Regions from separate parts of the Macaca mulatta genome. Here all the other regions are linked to region 1. Evidence: chromatin contacts called from public Hi-C data. All regions are on one chromosome and are shown on one strand. The core of a region is the stretch at or near the end of the contact, and the rest is flanking DNA. Distances in the headings are between cores, read along the strand shown. Region 1 holds the start of TSPO (translocator protein). Region 2 holds the start of LOC107000681. Region 3 holds the start of BIK (BCL2 interacting killer).

What was found. A called contact is a pair of places that touch in the nucleus more often than the background predicts.
Region 2: a contact with region 1 is called in a Hi-C map of cortical neurons, with 5 times the contacts expected there. The contact joins the promoter of LOC107000681 here to the promoter of TSPO in region 1. A contact is called at or near these places in 2 of 14 Hi-C or Micro-C datasets (cortical neurons and liver).
Region 3: a Hi-C map of blood shows a contact between it and region 1, with 1.8 times the contacts expected there. The contact joins the promoter of BIK here to the promoter of TSPO in region 1. A contact is called at or near these places in 2 of 14 Hi-C or Micro-C datasets (blood and liver).

The regions. Positions count from the first base shown.
Region 1 is chr10:8,322,388-8,327,140 of T2T-MMU8v2.0, forward strand. It overlaps TSPO (translocator protein), which reads right to left and starts at 2,969. Exons shown (of 4, transcript NM_001258111.1): 1 at 2,899-2,969. It also overlaps a transcript of TTLL12 not described here.
Region 2 is chr10:8,286,860-8,291,088 of T2T-MMU8v2.0, forward strand. LOC107000681 reads right to left here and starts at 1,424. Exons shown (of 3, transcript XM_028827626.2): 1 at 1,220-1,424. It overlaps TTLL12 (tubulin tyrosine ligase like 12), which reads left to right. Exons shown (of 15, transcript XM_077949398.1): 2 at 1,746-1,965. The coding sequence starts at 1,789. It overlaps LOC144331630 (a long non-coding RNA gene), which reads right to left. Exons shown (of 2, transcript XR_013398940.1): 2 at 1,755-3,354.
Region 3 is chr10:8,367,720-8,371,931 of T2T-MMU8v2.0, forward strand. BIK (BCL2 interacting killer) reads right to left here and starts at 1,316. Exons shown (of 5, transcript XM_077949458.1): 1 at 1,215-1,316.

The sequences.
Region 1 (4,753 bases), core at 1,719-4,218:
TCCCCAACCAAGGGTGGGACCCAGGGTCTCCGGGTCTTGTGAGACTTCACTCCTGGCCCGGAGACCCCAGACCCATAGCTGCCCCAAGGTATCTCATCTTCTGGGCCTCTGTGTCCCTATCTGTGAGGTGGTGGTCGAGCCAGTGGGTTTCAGGGTGTCTTTCTGTTCTTGGAGACCTCTCTATAGGTGACCCAGAAGGCCAGGCACAGTGGCTCACACCTGTAATCTCAGCACTTTGGGAGGCTGAGGCAGGCAGATCACCTCAGGTCAGGAGTTCGAGACCAGCCTGGCTAACATGGTGAAATCCTGTCTCTGCTAAAAATACAAAAATTAGCCAGGTGTGGTGGCGGGCGCCTGTAGTCCCAGCTATTCAGAAGGCTAAGGCAGGAGAATCAACTGAACCCAAGAGGTGGAGGTTGCAGTGAACCGAGATTACGCCCCTGCACTCCAACCTGGGCAACAGAGCGAGACTCCCTCTCAAAAAAAAAAAAGAAAAAAACTGAACAAACAAAAAGCACAACTTAACTAACTAAAAAAAGAAGGCGATCCAGGAACAGAATAAGGAATGTGTCCCTTCTCTGATCCCCACCACCACCCCCAGCTGCACCCAGCTCCCCTGAGCCTTGTCTCTCCAATGAAGCCACCATTGTCCCAGAGACTTGTTTTCAGGCTTTTAAAAAATGACTCATGGCTAATCGTCCTGACTTTGTGTGCGTTTTTCATTACGAAAGTAACCAGTGGAACAGCCCACACGTCTGGAAAAATCCACAGCCAACCTGGCCATCGAGTGGCCTGGCAAAGGGTAGGGTGAGGGTGGGTGTCCAGGGGGAATTGGTTCTGTTAAGAAAGACTCATTTCCTTTCCTTCAAGGTTCGGGGGTTAAACTTTTTTTTTAGTGAAAGATAAAGAAACAGCCTGGCCGACATGGTGAAACCCCGTCTCTACTAAAAGTACAAATATTAGCCAGGCTGAGGCAGGAGAATCACTTCAACTCAGGAGGCAGAGGTTGCAGTGAGCCCAGCTCGAGCCACTGCACTCCAGCCTGGGCAATGGAGCGAGAGACACCGACTCCAAAAATACATATAAATAAAAGTAAAGAAGAAATTAAGAATGACTTCCCTAGTGGTCCAGTGGTTAAAAAGAAAATAAAATAAAAAAGACTACTGTTTTACACAAAGAGAGCATATCCACGCATTGTTTGCCCAATCAAAAGTAAACACAAATAAGCCAGAAACGGTGGCTCACACCTGTAATCCCAGCACTTTGGGAGGCTGAGGTGGGAGGATCGCTTGAGCCCGGGAGTTCTGCAGGAGACTGCAGTGAGCTATGATTGCATCACTGCACTCCAGCCTGCCTACCAGAGTAAGACCCTGTCTCAAACAAAAAAAAAAAAAGAAAAAAAGAAGGAAAAAAAGAGAAAGAAAGAAAAACGAAACAAAACAAAACAGAGATTCAAAACTGAAATACTGAAAAAGCTAAAGGTAAATGTAGGCTCCCTCCCTGTGAGCCCAAGCCCTTCACCCCACCTGGAGAACCTGCTGTGAATATTTTCTGGTAGATCCAGCCAGACATGGTGCCTCACGCCAGGCATAAGTCTGTACAGACGACAGGACACAGCACATGTGTGTGCACACATGCACAGACACACTCCCAGGAAACAAAGTGGCCCTCGGGGCACAGTGGAGGAGGCAGGCTGGGATCAGGCCCTGGCTCCACCACGCCAGCTGCATGACTCTGGACAAAGGCTTCTTTGGTAAGCCTCAGTTTCCCCCAGTTTCCAGCACTCCCCTGGGAGCCCAGGATTCCCGCGGAGCCTCCCTATGGGGCTGCCAGCAGCCAGGTGGAGACTCAGGGGCCGCCTTCCCCTGCTGGGCTGAGGCTGGCTCTCCTGCCCTTGCTACACAGCCCCTTTCACCGCCAGTGGAAACCTGCCTCACGCTGCCCTGTCTCGGGCCCCACCGACTCCACAGAGACGCCGGGCCTCGCCCACGTTCTGGCAGCAGGCCTTCATGGGCAGGGCTTGCTGTGTGCCAGGCGAGCTGGGCGACTGCTTCCTGTACACCACCTCCCCTAATATCCTCGCCCTGCCTGAGTCCATTCTGGGACAGCCTCAAGTCCTGTCTCTCCTGCCATCCAGCCCAGGGCACACTGCTGGTATTCCGTAGCGCCGGCCCCTGGCAGGCTGGCCAGAGGGGCTCCAGGCCCACGCCAGGCCATGGCCTCTGGAAGCTGCCCTGGCCAGCAGTGTGTTCACAGCAGGAAGCCCCCGCTTCTCCCACCTGGGCTCCGTCTTCTTTGCAAGGGGCAGGGGAAGCAGACAGGTCCCAGAGGCTGCTCGGCTCAGAGTAAGTCCCGTCTAGGCTGCAGCGCACCTGAGCCCCGCACTGGGAATTGAGGGCCGGGGGGCCTCTAACCGGCTTTGGGCAAAAAAAACTTCCCCGATCTGGGCTGTTCTCCTCCACTATGAAACGGGGTGTCTTGGGGGATCAGGATCCTGCCTGAGGTCTCCCAGACATTCTGAGACCCTGAAGGGAGCTCCGCCTGGGATTGCCCATCCGCGGAATGGGCGGGAGAGGGAGCATCGGCCTCTCCTGCGACCGCGCTTCCTGCAGGAGAAGCAGGGGCAGGGCGTGGCGGAGTTGCCCAAGTTTCCCCTCCCGAACCCCCAGTCGGAGGCGGCCCGCGCAGGAACCCCGGCCGCGGAGGTCCAGACCTGGCTGCCCGCCGCCTCCGCCCCTGACCCGATAGCCGAGCCCCAAGTGCTGCCCCGGGCCGCCCCCTCGGGTGTCCAGTCCTCGGCTCCGGCCTCAGTTTCCCTCTGTCCCGCGGCGCTGTCAGAGTCGCAGCCGTGCGGGCCCCCATTTCCCGCTGCCCCCTCCGCGTCCCGTTCTCACTCACCAGCGGCGAGGGCACGCTCCGGGAAGGGCACTGCCTGGCAGGAGTTAGCCAGACCGCTGTGCCCGCATCCGCCCCGCCCCTCTCAGCCGCCCGGCCCCGCCCCGCCACCAGGCCCCGCCCGTCAATCCACCGCCCGGCCCCGCCCCACTACCCGGCCGAGCCCCGCCCCGCTCCGCCCCGCCCCGCCTGGCAGCCCGGGCCCTGGACCCACTGGCATCCCCGCGGGACCGGGAGCTCACTCCTCAAACCCACCTCTCCCGCGGGACGCGCTTCTGCCTCCCCCCGGCCGCGAGCGAGTCTCTCGGCTCCTTCTCCTCCCCACGGTGACCGGTGATGGCCGCCCGGCCAGACCCAGCACCTAAAACGTTGCCGTGTGTCCGCCGGCGGGTCGCTTGTGGTTTCTTCTAGTCTCATTTTCCCATCTATAAAATGCGGCAACAAGACCGATCTCCGAGTGGGGGATTGCCTTTCCTGAGGGCAAGGCCCTGAGCGTCCTCCTGCTCAGCAGCCTTGGCCCCATTTCCGGAGCACCCCAGTTCCTTGAGCTGTTGATCCAGGGCACGGAGACTGCGCGCTGCACTCTTAGTCCTGGCCCGACCACTTTCTGACTGGTTATCTGGGTCTCCATCTCCTCATCTGTAAAATGGGCACAAACTCGTGGGACTGATGAAGCCACAAGGCGGTGATGCAGGCAGGACACCCCTCAGATGCTCGGCGCTCAGTGAGGGGAGAGGCTGCCATCATCACAGTCCAGAGGTGGCCTCCAGCTGCCCAGGTCCACTCCCATGCAGGGCGTGTCAAGCCCCAGGCCCTTGGCACTGTGGCTGTCTTGCTGCAGCCCAAGGCTGTCCCAGCTCCCTCCGGCCAACTCAGACTGGCAACACCCCTCAGCCTGCACCAGCCACATTGGGCCAAACTGATCCTGCAGGGGCCAAGGAGAACAGTGGCTACTTCTACCCAGACACAGAGGCTGGGAGCCTCCTTCCAGCCAGGCTGTACTATGGCTTTCCTAGGACCTGGCATTGTTGCCTTTGTAAGCCTCTTCCTCTATTAAAAGACAAACATATATAATCTATTTTTGACTGTGTTGGCCTAAAGACAAGGATAACCCAGGCTTGGTTCCATTCATCATTCATCTTTTTCTTCTGGGTTTCTTTTCCTTCCTTCCTTCCTTCCTTCCTTCCTTCCTTCCTTCCTTCCTTCCTTCCTTCCTTCCTTCCTCTCTCCCTCCCTCCCTCCCTCCCTCCTTCCTTTCTTTCTTTTTTTTTTGAGACGGAGTTTCGCTCTTGTCTCCCAGGCTAGAGTGCAATGGCACAATTCCGGCTCACTGCGACTTCTGCCTCCTGGGTTCAAGTGATTTTCTCCTCCCTCAACCTCCCAGCAGCTGGGATTACAGGCACCTGCCACCACGCCCGGCTAATTTTTGTATTTTTAGTAGAGATGGGGTTTCACCATGTTGGCCAGGCTGGTCTTGAACTCCTGACCTGAGGTGATCTACCCGCCTCAGCCTCCTAAAGTGCTGGGATTACAGGTGTGAGCCACCGCTCCCTGCCGCTTTTACTTTTAAAAAATTCCTTCTGGCCAGGCGCGGTGGCTCACGCCTGTAATCCCAGCACTTTGGGAGGCCGAGGTGGGTGGATCACTAGGTCAGGAGTTCAAGACCAGCCTGGCCAACATGGTGAAACACTATCTCTACTAAAAATACAAAAATTAGCCGGGCATGGTGGTGTGTGCCTGTAATCCCAGACACTTGGGAGGCTAAGGCAGGAGAATCTCTTGAACTCAGAAGGTGGAGGCTGCAGTGAGCCGAGACGGCACCACTGCACTCCAGCCTGGTGACACAGCGAGACTCCAT
Region 2 (4,229 bases), core at 174-2,673, 37 kb before region 1:
TAAATAAGAAGGGTGCGGTGGCTCAAGCCTGTAATCCCAGCACTTTGGGAGGCCGAGACGGGCGGATCACGAGGTCAGGAGATCGAGACCATCCTGGCTAACACGGTGAAACCCCGTCTCTACTAAAAAATACAAAAAACTAGCTGGGCGAGGTGGCGGGCGCCTGTAGTCCCAGCTACTCGGGAGGCTGAGGCAGGAGAATGGCGTAAACCTGGGAGGCAGAGCTTGCAGTGAGCTGAGATCCGGCCACTGCACTCCAGCCCGGGCGACAGAGCAAGACTTCCTCTCAAAAATAAATAAATAAATAAATAAATAAATAAATAAATAAATAAATAAAATGCTTTTCTCCGGCCGGGCGCGGTGGCTCACGCCTGTAATCCCAGCACTTTGGGAGGCCGAGGCGGGCGGATCACAAGGTCAGGAGATCGAGACCACGGTGAAACCCCGTCTCTACTAAAAATACAAAAAATTAGCCGGGCGCGGTTGTGGGCGCCTGTAGTCCCAGCTACTCGGGAGGCTGAGGCAGGAGAATGGCGTGAACCCGGGAGGCGGAGCTTGCAGTGAGCCGAGATCGCGCCACTGCACTCCAGCCTGGGCGACAGAGCGAGACTCCGTCTCAAAAAAAAAATAAAAAATAAAAAAATAAAAAATAATAAAATGCTTTTCTCTGCAGCCCTCGCCAACTTGAGTTCGGAAATTTGAGCCTTTGCAGACCCACCTGCTTCCTACAATGGAATTGAACAAGTCTGAACTGGCGCATTTCGTTCAAACTCAGTTCAAACATGTTATCAAAATAGCATCTGAAACTCAAAAAAATTCTCAGCCTTTGTTTTTTTAGCAAATTACAATTCTTACAACATTGCAAACAGGAAGACATTAAAATATATCCCTATGGAGCAATAAAACTCAATGAAAGTTCAAAAGAGAATGTCTTTTGAAAGTCTGTAACTGAACTGTTTTTGTCTTTTAAAGAGGGAGTCTCGCTCTGTTGCGGAGGCTGGACTTGAATTCTTGGGCTCAAGCGATCCTCCCGCCTCAGCCTCCCGAGTAACTGGGACTACAGACGCGGCCACCACCCCCAGTTCAACATCCCGACATGTAGGAGTAAACTCTTCTGACAGGTACACTTGGTCTTAATTGGATCAACTGACATTCTGAATCCAAATATAATTGAGAAGGGCCACGATTTTGCAGCATCCAAATCTGGTGAAGCACTCACAAGAATCGAGAGTTCCTTACTCCCCGGGGGCGGGGACCTGCGAGCCCTGTGTGCCTGGTGCAGGAACAGCAGCGCCGCGTCACCCAGTTCCCCCTTCCGGGCAGTAGGTGGAGCCTCTTCCTGTCCTGACAGCGCCGGACATAGGCACCCCGCCCTCCCGGCATTCCCCTGCGTCGCCGCAGGCTGAGCGAGAAAAGCTCCGCCCCCATCGGGTGCGCGTGCGCACACGGCGGCAGCCAAACCGCAGGCGCCGCCGCAGGCGCGCGCCCCCTCCCTGCAAGCTCGCGCGCTCACGCACGCGCCCCGCTGACGCGCAGGGCCTGCCCGGGGGCCGCGGCGAACAGGGCCGGAGGCGGGCTGGGGGCGGGACGAGGGCGGGGCCGGGAGGGCCGGCAGGAGGGCGGGGCCGAGGGTGGCCGGGAGGAGGGCAGGGCAGGGCAGGGCAGGGCGGGGTAGGGGGCGGTGGGGAGGAGGGCGGGGCCTGGGGGGGCGGTGCTGGCGGCCGGGGGCGCAGAAGCGGGAGGGCAGGGCCGGCGGGCGGCGCTGGAGTCGGCGCGGGTGTAGGCGCCATGGAGGCCGAGCGGCGTCCGGAGCGCCCGCCTGCGGAGCGTAGCAGCCCGGGCCAGACGCCGGAGGAGGGCGCGGAGGCCTTGGCGGAGTTCGCGGCGCTGCACGGCCCGGCGCTGCGCGCTTCGGGAGTCCCCGAACGTTACTGGGGCCGCCTCCTGCACAAGCTGGAGCACGAGGTGCGGGGAAGGGCGGCGGGCACGTGCGGCTGCCGGGGTGGGAGCGCGGCGGGAGCCCGCGGCGCGGGGCAGGAAAGGGCGCTCTTGGGCGGCGGGAGCCGCGCTGAGCCACCCCGACCGCGTTCTGGGCAGTTCTGGAGCGGCGTGGAGTTGGGGGCCGAGGAGTGACAGCAGGAGACCAGGGTACCTGCGGCCCTGATCTGCCTGGGCCCGAGGCCGGCCGAGGGCTGCGGTGGAAACTTTAGGTCCTCCACACACGCGAGCCTCACAAACCCCTTTGAGGAGTGAAACTCATCTCTCCCACTTCACAGATGAGAACACTGCGGCTCCGAGGGTCCCTTCAGAGGGATTCTTTCAGCCGCTGCCTCACAGGGACAACGGGAACCCCGTGAATTTGTGTGACTGTAAGTGTTGGGTTCACCGAATTCAGTGTTTTTTCATTTTATTTGAGCCTCGGGTTCCCCTCATCTTGCAGGTTAAAGAAAACAGGCTGTGAGAGGTGGAGGAGAAATCTAAAGAAAAATGGAAAAGGTCGAGAAGCCTCTAGGTTCTCTCCCTTTTTGTGAGGACGGCCCATCCTGCTCACCTGCCTCCTCCACTCCAAAGCGTTTCCCAGTGTCCTGGCTGGGGATGAGCCCTGGATTTTGATTGCGTACCCAGGGGCTGAAGCCACAGCGCCTTCCCGGGCTGGCTGGGGGGTCTTTTCTTTAGCTGGGACCCGGCATCTCCTCCAGGTGCCGCCTCCCCGACTGAGATGAGCCAAGTGGCGCAAGTGATGAAGTGGAACCCCAGAGCCAAGAACAGGGACCCGGGCCGGGAGCTAGGAGTCCCTGAGCCTGGCTGCTGGCCAGACCCTACGGTCTCTGAGCCAGTTTTTCTCTGTGTAATCCTGGTTGGACTAGGAACCTTCCTGCGGGAAACGTACAGCGAGTGGCACCTCCTTATGCTACAGTGTCACAGAGAGTTTCCTCTGCCCCTCACTTCTGCCATATGCTTTCCGAGGCCCACTCTGGTCCCAGGCCTGTGCTGGGTGGAAGGGACCCTGGTTTGTTCGTGAGGACAAAAGATTTCCCATGTGCTGTGTGAAAGGAGCACGGTGGGAATGACCAGCTCCTGCCCAGCCAGCTTCCACGGCAGCACGCCCTCCCTCGGGCAGTCACTCGCCCATCTGAGTCCTGTTCTCCATCCGGGAAGGGGATGGTGAGACTCCAGCTGGCTCCCACAGTATTGGAGGGATGGGAGGTGGCATGAGAAATATGCCCGGCACACAGGATGGTCGCCACCGCATCGCGTCCCCTGCCCAGGCTGCCCTGCCTGCTGTTGCCCTACTAAGGGGCAGCAAGTGTTTTTACGTGACCCTCCCCAGCCATTAAGGGCAGAGCTGAGTCACTGCTTTACCAGACACAAACTTGCAGCTCTTCCGAGGGAAGCCTCCCGCTGCTGCTGGCCCAGGTGTGGGGGAGGCCGCCAGAAGCAGCAGCACCACCTGCCAGTGCCGTGGGCCCTTCCAGCCCTGGCCATCAGCCCTCCTGCCTCACCTTAGGCTGGCTGCCCTGGAAAGGATGGGGAAGATTTTTTTTTTTTTTTTGAGACGGAGTCTGCTCTGCCACCCAGGCTGGAGTGCAGTGGAGTGGTCTCGGCTCACTGCAAGCTCCGCCTCCCAGGTTCAAACGATTGTCCTGCCTCAACCTTACCTAAGTAGCTGGGATTACAGGCGTGCACCACCACACCTAGCTAGTTTTTGTATTTTTAATAGAGATGGGGTTTCACCATGTTGGTCAGGCTGGTCTCGAACTCCTGACCTCATGATCTGCCCTCCTCGGCCTCCCAAAGTGTTGGGATTACAGGTGTGAGGCACTGCGCCCGGCCGAAGAGATATTTTTAAAATGTCTACTCTTCTGTCTGCACAAGAAACCACCCCCCTTATCTCCTGGGGAGCTCTTCCAGTCCTGCCACGAAGGGGTTGTGGTTACCCCCATTTCACAGCTGGGTTGAAGCCAAGGCAGGCTTGAGGCAGGCTCTCTCCCTCAGCCTCAGACTGTCCCCTGGGGATTTGGGCTACTGGGGCGGAAGCCTGAGGTCTGGATTCCAGCCCTCTGAGCTTCCCCCCAGTCCTAAACTGGAGAAGGCAGTAGCCTCCCCGGACCCACCTTGAGGACTCAAGGAGAACTGGACGCCCCTTGTCTCAGGTGCCTTGTCTCTCACGTGACCCCTGGTTTGCTCCACCCTGGACTATCTGCCTCCAGGCCTTCGCTCTTACTCTT
Region 3 (4,212 bases), core at 66-2,565, 44 kb after region 1:
AATAGCCCTTCGGAGGCCACAGGGCTGGAGAGTGTAAAGAGGTTTTGGCTTGGGTTCCATAAAGGGTCCTTGGCTTCCAGCTAGACAACCCTGGCATTTCTGTGCCTCCTGTGACTGAAATCTCTTGTTTCTCCACCTGGATAACGAGGCCTCCTGCTCCCAAGGACGGACAGATGTTAATAACTTCCCGGCGCTAGTGCCCACCAGACTCTGCCCCTCCTAATGTGGGGACATGAGGCAGACACCAACCTCCCTGGGAAGCTCGGGCTCCCAGGCCACAGTAAACACTGCGTTAAAACAGCAACAAAAATGTTACAGTAGTAAGAGCAACAACAACATCAACAACCACGTCCTACCCCACGAGTGGCTCATTCTGTAAAACTGACAATGAAGGGGCTTGAAAGCGATCGCATTTAGGAGGCCAGAGCCCAGACGACGACCAGCTCCGAACCCCACAAGCCTTGTCGTGACCGCGCCCCGCAGGCGGGGGGACCCCTCTCGGGTCACCCGCAGGGGCGCACCCCCAATTTACCTAACAAGGTCGCACGCCCCAGCCGGGCTCTAGTCCCCGCGACCAGTCCGGGGCGCACCTGTGCAGGGCGCATGGGCAGGTGTGGGCGGGCGGCTGCGCGCCGCTCCGGGTGCACGTTCCTGTTCCGGACTTTCTGGGCGTCCCGTTACGAAGCATTTCCTCGGCCCTTAGGTGCACAGCGCCTCTGGGAGCCGGTCCCAGCAGCACCGGGCACGACGCCATCTTCCCTCTTTTAAGGGCACCGGGGCTGTGCGGCAGCGGCCGTGGGCTGGCGGTGCCGCGCTGCGCTCTGGCCGGGTCCGCACGACCCCAGAGGTCGGAGTCCGGTGCCCGGAAGCCGCCCTCGAGGATGGTGCGAGGGCGATGGAGCGTCCGGCCATAGCGGTGAGACGCAGAGGAACCACCCCATTGCACAGGCGCGGAGACTGAGGCCCGCAGGGGCCGCGCCTGGCACGATCGGCCGTCGGGGACCTGGAGCCCTGGGCAGAAAGGGGATGTTTCGGAGCCGGAGTCCCGAGACGTCGCCCCACAAGGGACTCGCCAGCGACTTGCTGGGGCGGAAAAACCTGGGCACGGGTCCCCACACTTCCAGCCGCTCGGCACCCGGGCCGCGGCCTGGGCGCTAACCGCCGGGCTCGAGCTGGGTGGAGCGGCGGGCGGCAGCAGGGTCAGGGGCACTCACCTGGCGGCGGCGATGCTGGCAGCGTCTGTGAGCCACCGGAGAAGCTTCGTGTCTACTGCCCGGCTGCCGGCGCGGGACCTAATAGGTCCGGGCGCCCCGCCCCTCCCGCCCCGCCCGGGTCCCGCCCCGCCCCGGGAGCGGCCTCTCGCACCCCGAGCGCGGAATCCCGGACTGGGGTCTGAATGGCATTGGCAACAGAACCGCTACAAGTGCAGCCGGTTGGCTTGTTTACAGCCTCTCTGCCCCCTGCGGTTCTGCAAGCTTGTTTTGTCCCGTGCGTCGCTGTTTCCCCTGCGCCCAGCACGGGCTTGCAGTCGAGATCGATCCATTGACAGAATCTGGGTGTATAATCCAAGCCCTTTACACAGATGGCCTCCCTTCGAGCTCAAAGTACTCCTCGGTGCTTTTTTTCACGATCATTTTACCCACCGAGGCTCCAAGAGGACGAAATGACTTGCTAAATGACAGCGTGAAGCCAGCGTTCAAAAACGTGCTCCTTAGGCTGGCAGCTTCGGGACTTAGGTGTTTTTAAGCCTATTTCACGAATATGAAAACCGAGGTTCACACTTGGGTAGCAGCAGCATCCAGTGCTCCATACCCGAAGCCAGGGGGACTGCCCCTCCACTGCCGCCCGTCCGCAGCCTTCCAGCTGCAGCACCCACCCCCTGCCTTCCCCCTCCCGTCGGGGCTCCGGGTCCGCGAGAGGCAGGTCGGAACGGGAGGGATTGGGGGCAGGGGGCCCACGTGCAGACCTGGTGAGAAGGACCCCAAAGCCCCCGCGAGGGACAGAGAAATCAGGAAGGTTCCAGGCGGGGTGGGCTGGTGGCAGCCTGCCCCGCGGGGATGAGTAGTGCCTAACAGCGGCACTGGGGTATATTGGGGGTGGGAGAAGGCAGAGCGCTCTTGGAATAACAAAGTAACAATTGTCCTGCGCACAGCAAAGCTTGTTTACCTCTGTCTTGATCCCCTCAGAGATTAGGGGAGGGGCAAGGGAGGGGCATGGGAGGGGCAAGGGAGGGGCAGGGGAGGGGCAGGGGCTCCCCTCCCCCAGCTCTGTCGTTTGCTACCTGTTGGGTACCCTCACTCTGTTCTTCCCACCTGTAGGGTAATTACTTCCCCCTCAGTGTTCTCATCTGTGAAATGGACAACAGCACCTACCAAGAGCTGGGCTGTTGGGAGGACCAGAGGAGGTAAAGCCTGATAAAGTCTTCAGAGCCCCTCCCTCCTTCTGGGCCTTGGACCTTCTTTGCTTTTGTAGTTTGTTGTTGTTGTTGTTGTTGTTGTTGGTTGGTTTGTTTTTTGAGATGGAATATCACCCTGTTGCCCAGGCTGGAGTGCAGTAGCACAATCTCGGCTCACTGCAACCTCCTAACTTTCCTCCGTCTCCCAGGTTCAAGCAATCCTCCTGCCTTAACACCCCCTAGCAGCTGGGATTACAGGCATGAGCCACCATGCCCGGCTAATTTTTGTATTTTTAGTAGAGAAAGGGTTTCGCCATGTTGGCCATGCTGGTCTGGAACTCCTGACCTCGGGTAATCCAACGGCCTTGGCCTCCCAAAGTGCTGGGATTACAGGTGTGAGCCACCACGCCCAGCCCTGTAACAGTCTTTTCTTCTAGGGCCTCCCAACTACATAAACTCCAACCCCTACAAAGCAGCTTGCCCTGACTGTGGCTACAGTCAGAAGTGGGGAACCCTTCATAATGGGGGCTTCCCTCTGAATGCATTTTGCAGATGAAGAAACAGAGACTCAGGGTGGTAAAGCAATGACACGGGGTCTCATGGGTCCAGAAGACCTGATATGAGTGAGATGCTTGCAGAGGGGTCTTGAGACTGGAGGCACAGTGCCAGGCATGTAGGAGATGTTCAGTAAACATTAGTGGAACAGATGGAGAAAGAAGGACCGTTTGGGGACACTTTGGATGATTCAAGGGTGGAGTGGGTGAAAATACAGTACTTATTTACTTTGCAAAATCCCAAGATAATATGCTGATCCATAGGAGGAAGAGATAGCTGGAGGTGGTGGCTCATGCCTATAACCCCAGCACTTTGTGAGGCCAAGGCAGGTGGATCACCTGAGGTCAGGTGTTCAAGACCAGCCTGGCCAACATGACGAAACCCTGTCTCTATTAGAAATTTAAAAACTCGGCCAGGCGCAGTGGCTCGCACCTGTAATCCCAGCGCTTTGGGAGGCCGAGGCAGGCGGATCATCTGAGGTCAGGAGTTCGAGACCTGACCAACATGGAGATCAGGAGTTCGAGACATGACCAACATGCCTAACCAACATGGAGAAACCTTGTCTCTACCAAAAATACAAAAGTAGCTGGGCGTGGTGGCGCACGCCTGTAATCCCAGCTACTAGGGAGGCTGTAGCAGGAGAATCACTTGAACCCGGGAGGCAGAGATTGCCGTGAGCCGAGATTGCGCCATTGCACTCCAGCCTGGGCAACAAGAGTGAAACTCTATCTCAAGGAAAAAAAAAAATTCAAAAATTAGCCAGGCCACTATTCACAATAGCAAAGACTTGGAACCAACCCAAATGTCCATCAATGACAGACTGGATTAAGAAAATGTGGCTCATAGACACCATGGAATACTATGCAGCCATAAAAAAGGATGAGTTCGTGTCCTTTGTAGGGACATGGATGCAGCTGGAAACCATCATTCTCAGCAAACTATCGCAAGAATAGAAAACCAAACACTGCATGTTCTCACTCATAGGTGGGAATTTAACAATTAGAACATTTGGACACAGGGTGGGGAACATCATACACTGGGGCCTGTCATTGGGTGGGGGAAGGGGGAAGGGATAGCATTAGGAGATATATCTAATGTAAATGACAAGTTAGTGGGTGCAGCACACCAACATGGCACATGTATACATATGTAACAAACCTGCACGTTGTGCACATGTACCCTAGAACATAAAGTATAATAATGAAAAAAAAATTTATATATATATAAGATTAGCCAGGCATGGTGGCAGGCACCTGTAATCC